Regions from separate parts of the Mus musculus genome. Here region 1 is linked to region 2. A link is a contact called in public Hi-C data. All regions are on one chromosome and are shown on one strand. Each heading gives the region's core, a stretch centred on a gene start, on an enhancer-like site or on the middle of the called end of the contact. The rest is flanking DNA. Distances are from core to core; before and after follow the strand shown. Region 1 has its middle 21 kb from the start of Aadac. Region 2 holds the start of Aadacl2 (arylacetamide deacetylase like 2).

The links. A called contact is a pair of places that touch in the nucleus more often than the background predicts.
Region 1: a contact with region 2 is called in a Hi-C map of epidermal suprabasal cells, with 4 times the contacts expected there. The contact joins the enhancer-like site here to the promoter of Aadacl2 in region 2. A contact is called at or near these places in 1 of 39 promoter capture datasets (macrophages), 2 of 484 Hi-C or Micro-C datasets (epidermal suprabasal cells and nephron progenitors) and 1 of 9 other capture datasets (pancreatic islet).

Annotation. Positions count from the first base shown.
Region 1 is chr3:60,049,531-60,055,396 of GRCm38.p6, reverse strand. No RefSeq gene overlaps it. Among named protein-coding and RNA genes, the nearest start is that of Aadac, 21 kb to the right of the region's middle. Within about 2 kb of position 1,631, at least 16 of the 459 cell types and tissues checked have an H3K27ac peak or open chromatin away from gene starts, as enhancers often do. A contact at or near this core is called in epidermal suprabasal cells, where this site is marked.
Region 2 is chr3:60,003,971-60,009,271 of GRCm38.p6, reverse strand. It overlaps Aadacl2 (arylacetamide deacetylase like 2), which reads right to left and starts at 2,529. Exons shown (of 5, transcript NM_001128091.1): 1 at 2,157-2,529. The coding sequence starts at 2,294.

The DNA.
Region 1 (5,866 bases), core at 382-2,881, 47 kb before region 2:
TGAGATGTGTAGAATTTAGGTCTGGTTTCTATTGCTGTAGCTTTTTTTCTTGGATTTTCATTTTCAAGTTCTTTATATAAAAGCCTTATAACCTTTATTATAAAGATCTTGCAAGTAAATAATGACATTAAAACTAACCAGAACCAGTGTGTATAATAAAGTTTTAATACATTTTTTCAAACATAAAAAAATAATAATTGCTTTTCAGATTCTTGTACATGAACCTGTGTTATGTTCCTAAATGGTGGCAGGCAGAGGCACAAGCGCCTAATACTCAAGCTTGTTGGTGGCTGATTTCTTAGTGCTGGAGCAAGACTTAGAGTTGTATGCCCATGAGGATATCCCTCCTCCTATGCCACAATACACTTACTATGTATTTCTGACTTTTCTAGTATGTAAGACCTAAAACTGAAAATTACAGCACTAAAATTTCTGTGAGATCTAAAAGATACCTCTGTATCCAAATCTGGTTACCATTACACAGAGCAAAGGCCAGAGAGGCAACTGAGGGCCCCACACAAATGTACATTTTAGGTTAGGCTTGGCAGTTGGCTATGGTTCAGGTGGGCTAGACCTATGGAAATTCACAAGACTGAACAAGCACACAGGATGTGCAATTAGGCTAATCCTGGAATTTAGATATGCCATGAGTGAGCTAGATACAAGTAATCTCAGTAGGTTGAGCTGGTGCATAAGATAGGTGACTAGGGCCAAGCAGAGTTTGTATTTCAGACTGATATGAAAGATGTACAGTCAGTGCCAATCCTGTATATTGGGAATAGTACATAAAGAGTTTAACAATCTTGGCTGATGTGTAGGATGTGCAGTGTTGGCTGGCTCTGGATGACACATATGGCACAAATAGTCTAGGCTCAGGCAGACTTCTATTTTTATTTGTTTACATTTCACTTGGGATTTAATTACCACACTCTTTACATTGCTGACATTCTTTTTCATGTTCTTTTTAAACTGTTGATTATGTTTATGATTGTACTTTTAAACTCATATCCTGAGGTTTGTCTGGGTAGTTATTCCTGGAGAACATGTCTACAGGACTCAATTGAGGGGCATCATATTGTTTTAGCCATTCACTTTGATTTTGGTTTTGTTGAGTGCTCTGGTCTTGTAGACTTTTTCATTGTGTGTCTGATACAAGATATTATGCCGCTTTGTTGAGTGAAAGTTTGGCTCTGTTTTTGCTATTGCTCAAGCATGGTTGATTTTAGATAAAGTATGAAGAGCTTGTATGTCAGTCCTCCAGAGTTTCCAAATTGAGTTTTTGATTGGAGTGTTGGATGTGATTCTAGCTCAGTGGCAACCAAGAAAGGGCGTGAATGTGAGACTCCTCCCTGGGTCTGCCTGGGCAAGTACACAATACCTGGGTATTGTGTCACAGTTTCTTTAATGAAAACTTTCCATCTCATAGGAAAGCTCATAAAACACAAAATGTTAAAGGGGAGATCAACATTGTATTTTAAGACAGGCTGTTTTCGGGGAGGTAAAACAACAGAATTCCTGAGGTTAAATAAAACATCCCATCCTAAAGAGAAACTCCCTAAGCTTAGGATCTCTCCCTCCCACCCATGAGTAAGCAATAAGGAGTCACTGTGAGAGAAGTCTGAGTTGACTGAGAGCAGTTGAGAGCAGTAGAACAGGTTGGAAGAGGCAAGATTAGCTACTTTTCCTGAAACCCCAGGTCAGCTGAGTTACTTGGAAAGAATGCTTTGCATGCTGGGGTGCCTGTAGGTTTCAGAAAGCTTTAGGTTCCCAACCTTAGTCCACTCACTGTCAACCACACTGGGGTAGGCTCCAGTGATGTAACTGCCCTTGTGGCATTTCTACTTTTGCAAGGAACCTCTCACCTATGTTCCTGTAAGCAGCTCTTAAAAATATTCGTTGGTTCACAAAGGAAGTTGAATTTTATCATGTGTGTACACTGCCTTACCTTTGGTTCCCTATCTGGAGTGAGTAGACATTTGTTTACATCTCCCTAGGAATAGTGTCACATCTGGTCAGAACTAGAAGGGTAAAGAAGTGTTCATCAGGGACCACAGGCAGTCACTTCTCTGGACTACAATCTGCATGGACTACGTTAGGTTTTCTGGGAGTATGAAAACTTTAAAAGAAGATGAGTGTCCAGGTCACTAATTAACCAGGCTGGGGTGGTTAGCATACCCTGAGCTAAGCCTGGGACTATGTATACATTCAATAAATGAAGTAATTTTCTTAGTAGAAAGAATGACAAGATCATCTGAGAGTAGTGGGTAGATAACCAGAGCACATCATAGCTCACCTATATTTGTCTAGTTCTTGTGGTCTTTCTCAAATTAACTGTGATATAAAATATTTCAATTAGTACATTTTTACAGTTTATTACAACAAGCTCTGTTTTAGAAAAACATAATGTGTGTTAGCTCTACCTTTCTTGCAATTCATTTTTCAAGATTTTATTCTAGTACTTATTTTGTATGGAACATAACATAAAGGGTTTTGTTGTTGTTTATTTATTTTAGTTAATATGTTGTTTACTAATATACATGTTTAAAGAATTGATTTGACTAGAATTTCTTCCTATCTTTCCCCTTAAACTTTTGTAATTAAGGAATAGTTAAAATTGGGCGGAAAATTGTTCAGTATAAACCACTTGTTTAGTACTTGCAAGTTCTTGAGTTCAATCTCTAGTACACACACACACACACACACACACACACACACACAGAGAGAGAGAGAGAGAGAGAGAGAGAGAGAGAGAGAGAGAGAGAGAGAGAGAACGCAAATAAACTTCAACATTCCAAGGCAAGTTTTACAGGCAGAGGGATGTAACTAGAAAATATCATCCTGAGTAAAGTAACTCAGACTTGAAAGGACATGCATGGTATATTCTCACTAATAAGTAGATATTAGCCTAAAAACTACAGAACACCTAGACTTTAATCTGCAGAACTCAAGAAGGTTAACAAATAGAAGTGTTCATGTAAGGATGCTTCAGTCCCACTTGGGAGGGGGGAGAAAATAATCATGGGTCCAGAGAGAGGGAGGGACCTAGGTGGGAGTGGTGAGGGGGCAAGAAAAGGAGAGGCGTGATCATGAATGGGGGAGGAATACAGGAGAGAAGCCCTGAGGGCCAGCAGAATGAATGGAAATATGCAACGTGGGGCAGGTGGAGGTGAGGAGACCCTTTAGAAAGTATCAGAGACCAGGGAGGTGAAAGACTCAAAGTACTCAAAGGGAGGGACCTTAGATGCAATGTACAACAATGGAGATAGGGAATTTATAGAGTCCACCTCCAGTTCAAAGACAGGGCTTCAAGTGGAAGGATGGGATTGTCATCCCACAGTCAAAAACTCTGACCCAGAATTGTTCCTGTCTAAGAGACCTTCAGGGACAAAAATGGAGACAAGACTAAGAGAAAGGAGGTCCAGTGAACTGCCCAACTTGGGATCCATCTCCAATGCCCGACACTACTAATGATGCCATGGTGTTCTTATAAACAGAAGCCTAGCATGGCTATCCTCTGAGAGACACAACAAGCATCTGAGACTGATGCAGATACTTACCTCCAACCATTGGGCTGAAGTCAGGACCCCCTGTGGTTGAATTAGGGAAAGGCTGGAAGAAGCTGAGGAGGGACCCTGTAGGAAGACCAGAAGTCTCAAGTAACCTGGGACCGCTGAGATCTTTCAGACACCGAGGCACCAACCAGGCAGCATACAGGAGTTGGTCTGAAGCTCCCAACACATACACAGTATAGGATTGCATGGTCTGGCCTCAGTGGAAGAAGATGCACCTAACCCTCGAGAGACTTGAGGCCCCCAGGAGTGGGGAGGCCTGGTGGTAGGGTTGGGGGGAATGGAGACATCGGGGAGGAAAAATAGGATGAGGAACTGTGGGAGGACAGACCAGGAGCAAGGGCTGGACTGTAACAAAATAAAAGCAATGATAACAACAACAACAACAACAACAGAGTGTAAACTTTAAGACAAAATAATTATTAGAAAAAAAAGGAAAAACTTAAGTTACTAAGTACTCAGAGTTGACAAAATTCTAAACTTACAAAACATTTTGCTGTTTTTGATGCTGTGTTGGTCCACATGACACTCCAAGATTCCCCAGCATTATCAAGGAGAGGTAGGTACACATAGTATGCCTCAAAAACCTCATAGGAGGAACAACAATATGAACTTACAAGTACCCCCAGAGCTCCCTGGAACTAAATCACCAACCAAAGAAAACACATGGTGGGACTCATGGCTCTAGCTGCATATGTAGCAGAGGATGGCCTAGTCGGTCATCAATGGGAGGAGAAGCCCTTGTCCTGTGAAGGTTCTATGTCCCAGTATAGGGGAAAGCCAGGCCCAGGAATCGGGAGAGAGTCGGTTTGTGAGCAGGGGGAGGAGGGAAGGGACAGGGGGTTTTCAGAGGGGAAACTAGGAAAGGGGATAACATTTGAAATGTAAATAAAGAAAATATGTAATAAAAAATAACCAAATACTCTTTCTGTCCTAGATGTTTCCTCGGATCTTTGTATATTGTGAATACAACCAATATACTTTAACACACCAGTGTCCAGTTTTCAGTTTGTTTAAGCGTCTATTACAAACCGTTGCACAATTTCCTCAGTGCACCTTTCCCTGATCACTTTGCATTTCCTTAGGAAAAACCAGGAAAATTATAAATTGTAGGTATACAAGGAAGAACTTTGCAAAGGAAATTGTGCCTGTCTGCAAGCAATAAAATATCCAACATCTATATTATGTTGCTAGGCAGTTAGTAAACAAACTACATATATATGTAGTGTATGTGTGTGCCATTGAAAAGTCAGAAAGACCAGTATTTGCATCTAGTATCAATATGATAAAGATAGTTTATATTTGCATGTGGAATTGGCATTACAGAAACCTATGCACTCTTTATATTGCTTGAGAATTTTTCTGAACAAATAACCATATTCCACTGGAAAAAGTTTAACTTTTCCTTTTTTACTTCAGAGGCTTTTGTATTTTTGTCATCATGTATGTGAAGTATGATCCTTAGTATAATATGAAATGAAATTAGTAACACATACTTTTGTAATTTACTCTTAAAATGGAGTATTCAAATTTTCACTACTTTGCATAATTTCATTTGGTTTTCTCCATAGACATTTTTATCAAGTCTGCATCAAGTTAGGAAAATCCAGGAAATAGTATAATATGTTTTGAATTTGATCACTTTTTATAGTAAAGGAGAAAATTAGCTTTGGGTTTTAGAATTTTTACATGGTTTAGAATTCATTTATTTTTGTATGCATTATCAAAATTTGAATTTCTAGGCTAAGTCCAAATTGCTCAACACATATTTCCAAGTTTTTTTTTAAATTATGAATTGGCCAATCCAATTTTGTTATATATTTTTGGTACTTATATATTACATTATTAAGTTCTAGTTTTCTTTATTTGGTGTTTTTGATTTGGCCATACTGGTGTGATATATTAAATCATAATGATATGTACTCCTAATTGCTGAGCTGCCTCAAAAGAATACTTTAAATACAAATGTAATGAGACAATGATATAAAAATGAATAGAGACACATGAGTTCAATTTCAAAAACCACACAACTGTAAACACAAAACCAAAACAAACCCTAATTCATACATATCATTGTGAGGACCTGTGTCCAGTTCCCAATATCCATGTTGAGTCATTCACAACCTCCTGTAATTCTAGATCCAGAGAATTAGATGAACTTTGTGACCTACGTAGGTACCTACCAATGTGTATACACCCACACAGAAATACCATACCCATATAATTTAAAATAAACTATTTTAAAAATTAAAAATAAATAAAATTATTTCCCCTATATGCAACCTGCAATTTGTCTT
Region 2 (5,301 bases), core at 1,280-3,779:
TTTTGAGTTTGTTTCATAAAAAGAAATTATTCTGTGTGTAGGGAGGAGGAGAAAATATAGAAGGAGTTGAGGGAAGGGAATATGTTATCAAAATATGTTTGAATTTAAAAATTGTCTTACATAATAAAGTATAATAAAAATTAGAAAGCTACTGATCAATGTACACTGACATTATTGTGTACAAACCCATGCAAAGATAATACCAGGAATAAAGTTATTGCTGAGTTCTAGTACAGTATAAATAAATGAATATTTTTGGTGTATATAGAAGAGTGAAGTTCATTCCAACAATCAATAAATATTGCCTAATTATTTAAACTCTTTAATTACACATTCTAGAGGTGCAAGTAAGATGTCTCAATAGGTAGAGGTACCTGTCTCCAACCAGGAGCATTTCTAAGATCCACCTTCTAGAAGAGAAGAACTGCCCCTTGTATGATGTCCTTTGACCACTACACATGTTTTGGCATGAACCTTCCCTCCAAAACACACACACACACACACACACACACACACACACACACACACACACACACACAGACACACACACACACACACACAAACTAGTTAATTGATTAATTTTGAAATGTAACAAAAGTTCTTAAGTATTTTCTAACTAATTAAATATAAAAAGATATGACCTGTTAATATGAGTGCATGAGATATCAATATATTCAGATAATTTTCATTTAATGAATTTGCTCTTGAAAATTTTATTTTTAGGAAATGGTCTTATTTAGTTTATGTCAATGTTTTCTGGATTTAAAATGATACTTAAGCATTTTAAGACTATATTGAAAACTATCTATGTAGCAATTATCACATGTTCTTCTTAAATGCCTGACCATTATTACACAGAACAATTCACACAAATGTTAAATTAGTACCCTCACTTTTATGTTAATGGGTACAATGCAGAGTCAAGGAAGATTCTCATGGTTATGTGTGGATATTTTACAACTCTTTCAAAACAACATATGATTACAAAATAATGTACTGATTTTATAAAAGGCTATATAATAAAGAACTTTATTATTTTTACTTTAATACAATAAAAAGCAAGAATATTTATTGTCTTTGCAATCTAAATTGTAGGACTCAGTGCTAAAATTATCAAAGATTTTCAAATTTCCTGGGATAAACTCTTAATTACATTTTCCTTTTGACTATTATAGTTGCAGAAGTACAGGATAATAATTCATAATTTCAAATACATAAGGTGTGTATGTTAATGATATATACATGATTATTAGAAATATGTGAAGCTGACAAAGTAACAGCATCATATTAGAGTGAGATGTTCTGATAGGTGATATTGTGATATTGATGAAAGCATGGCTATTTCTCATTAAATACATATGAAATAATCACAAGAGAATTGACATGGGCTGGTTCCTGTATTCATTCCCTTGATCAAGTAATCAGAACATTTGAAAAAGAGAACTGTGGGTGAAAGACACAGATACTCAGAAATTTATAAAGAACTTTAGTTTTAGTTGTCATGGAACTGTGCATCTTTTAAACCTTGGACTGCTGTAACTTCTGATCATCTATTAATTCTGCTAGCTTAGCTTTTCAGGCTCCAACTGTTAGAACTGTCAAAATGTACCCACTTTCTGCAAGGTACCCACTTTGCACATAAAGAACACAGATAAATAATGCAGCCTGGGGCTCAAATTTAAGCTGCTACTCTCTCTGTATGCACTCTTATGAATATATATTTCCTCTCATATAAACTATACATTTAGAAAAGAGTGGATAGCGAGAGGAGATCCATGTATATGCAAAGAAAGCATATATATTACAGCATCAAAAGTGTCAGTTTCTAACTATTCTGGAACAATTACAGCAGTATATCCACTCTGTATATTCTAAGATAACCTTAGAATTCCAGCAATTTAGAATTGGAGGCAGACAACAGAAGCCAAGGAAATAACAAAATTTCTAATTTGTTACCAAGCAAGTACTGTTATAATAATTGATATCTTTATAGAAGATAAAAACATGGTTATGAAACCAGTGTTTTCTTAGAACTTGAGTGAAAATCATATTAACATTATTTTAAAAATGTTTTCTTTCAGAAATATATCAATAGTATTATAAAAATATTCAAAAACATTCGTTCTTACTAATAGAAAAAAATATATTCTTCTTACCATAAGGGAACAAGTTTTAGCAACTGTATCCAAAGCCATTACTTTCCAGGTTTCTTCAATGTTGTCAGGCACGGGTGTATAAATACAAGATAAAAAGCTAACACAAAGCAGTCCAAAACAGAGAGCTTTGAATCCCATAGTATCCTAAACTCTTCCCAGTGCAGACATTAAAATATTTCCATAAACAACTGAATAAAAAGCCACAGAATGAGTACAGACTGGGAACCGTCTCAGGTAAATACAACTATTCCACAATGGGAATCTGATTCTTATTTCAAACAGTCATTTTGAATTAAGCAATATCATTTCTAACTTGTTCTGCAAATGGACAGACTGGGAAGTAGATGTTGAAATTCATCAGGTGTGGTACCCACTAAATTAACATGTAATTTAAATTTCCTGCAGTGTTTCTTCATTCTGTGATATTAATGTCAGCATAAAATAGCTTTAGGAAATCAGAATCCAAATGTAAGCACTGGATAATTTTTGAAGTAATTTTTTTGTAGTTTCAATATTTTCTAACAGATTTATAGTAAGTTATTTGATATCCAGTTAAAATATATGCTAATATCATCGCTATAATTACCTATGTTAACAAATCATGCCTAGAGTAGACTAAGCTTTAAAATGAAAGATAGGGTGTGTGGAGACTTGTTCAATTTCTATCATGCAGCAAGCTGTAATTTTAAGCCTAGACCAGAATTACCAGAAAGTTCAGAACAAGTATTTTAGCAGTCTGACTTTTAGAAAGCTGCATTATACGATGATTGAAATTCATGAGTCACCACAGTTTAGTTTAGCTGCTTGGTGTTAGTGAAATATTGTTTCTGGGTGTGCCTGCAAGGGTGTTTCCTGAAGGGAATGATGTTTGAGTTGGTAGCGAGGCTCACAGATGTGACTGGATATCATCAGATGCACTCATAGTATGAGTAGAAGACACACTTTTTCTCTCTTCTTGAGCAAACCTTGTTGTAGGTCTAATCATATAAATGTTAATCTGCTTCCATCTTCTGTCCTTGTCCTGGGCTTGTCATACATGTATTTGAAAATATGTCCACTCAGTTCTTGTTTTTAACTGCAGTTGCTCTTGAGCCTGGTAAAACCCCTAATAATTCTTAGGACCCTATGATTAATTTTAAATTCTACTTGAATCTCACCCAATCTCAAAAAAACCCTGCATAGGTACTCCCTTAAACTTCAAGTATTTCTTCCATATTTTCTTCCTTCCCTCTCCTTTCCTACCCATTGGCTAATTGAAAGACAATGTACCTGATGATACTTTATTACTGTTGCCCCTGTGAAGTATATTGTTCCTCTTTTCCTAGAATCCTTGAATAAATTACCTTGGCTTACTTATCCTTCATTTGGCAAATTTCATAAGAACTCTATTTTTTCTACCATTGGATTTCGTGCTTCTGTGTTTTGGTCTCTAACTTGTAACAAAGACACATGATCCACTATGTTCATAGCAGCCTTATTTATAATAGCCAGAAGCTGGAAAGAATGCAGATGTCCCTCAATAGAAGAATGGATACAGAAAATGGGGTACATTTACACAATGGAGTACTACTCAGCTATTAAAAACAATGAATTTGTGAAATTTGTAGGCAAATGGATGTATCTGGAGGATATCATCCTAAGTGAGTTAACCCAATCACAAAAGAACACACATGATGTACATTCACTGATAAGTGGATATTAGCCCAGAAACTTAGAATACCCAAGATACAATTTACAAAACACATGAAACTCAAGAAGAAGGAAGACCAAATTATGGGTACTTTGATCCTTCTTAGAAGGGGGAACAAAATACCCATGGAAGGAGTTACAAAGACAGTTCAGAGCAGAGCCTGAAGGAATGAGCATCCAGAGACTACCCCACTTGGAGATACACCTCATAAACAACCATCAAATCCAGACACTAGGCAGATTCCAACAAGAGCCTGCTGACAGGAGCCTGATTGGGTTACCTCACTCAGGATGATATCCTCCAGATCCATCCATTTGCCTAAGAATTTCATAAATTCATTGTTTTTAATAACTGAGCAGTACTCCATTGTGTAAATGTACCACATTTTCTGTATCCATTCCTCTGTTGAGGGGCATCTGAGTTCTTTCCACTTCTGGCTATTATAAATAAGCCTGCAGATACACTGAAACTTATAGAGGAGAAAGTGTGGAAGAGCCTCAAACATATGGGCTCAAGGGAAAAATTCCTGAACAGAACACCAATGGCTTCTACTGTAAGAACAAGAATCAACAAATGGGACCTCATCGAAGCTTCTGTAAGGCTAAGAACACTATCAATAAGACAAAAAGGCAACCAACAGATTTGGGAAAAGATCTTTATCAATCCTACATCTGATAGAGGGCTAATATCCAATATATACAAAGAACTCAAGAAGTTAGACTCCAGACAAACAAGTAACCCTATTACAAATGGGGTACATAGCTAAACAAAGAATTCTCAACTGAGGAATACAGAATGGCTGAGAAGCCCCTAAAAAAATGTTCAACATCCTTTGTAATTAGGGAATTGCAAATCAAAACAACCCTGAGATTCTACCTCACACCAGTCAGAAGGACTAAGAAAAGAATCTCAGGTGACAGCAGAAGCTGGCAAGGATGTGGAGAAAGAGGAATGAAGCCCTTTCATTGCTGGTGGGATTGTAAGCTGGTACAACCACTATGAAGATTAGTTTGGCAGTTCTTCACAGGATTGGACATAATACTACCTGAGCTATACCACTCCTGGACATATACCCAGAAGATGCTTCAATATGTAATAAGGATACCTGGCCACTGTGTTCATAGTAGCCTTATATACCTTTTTGTTATTATGCAATATTTAATCTCTCTTCTCTAAATTCTATGTTGATACTTTATTTTGAATTAACCCATTTTTTAAACTAGGATTTATTTTTTTGAAGAGATGATTTGCTCAATAAGATCCACTAAGTCAAAATAGTAGACATCAAGGCCCACATTACTTGAATTACCAATATGCTCACTTTATTATATATCTTGCAATCTTTTTTCGTGAATTGCCAAAGCATAACTTAAGATAATCTACCATTTAAAGAAAGCTACTAAAAGCAATAATCAATACTATATTACACACATAAGAGTAACTGTTCTGTAAGAA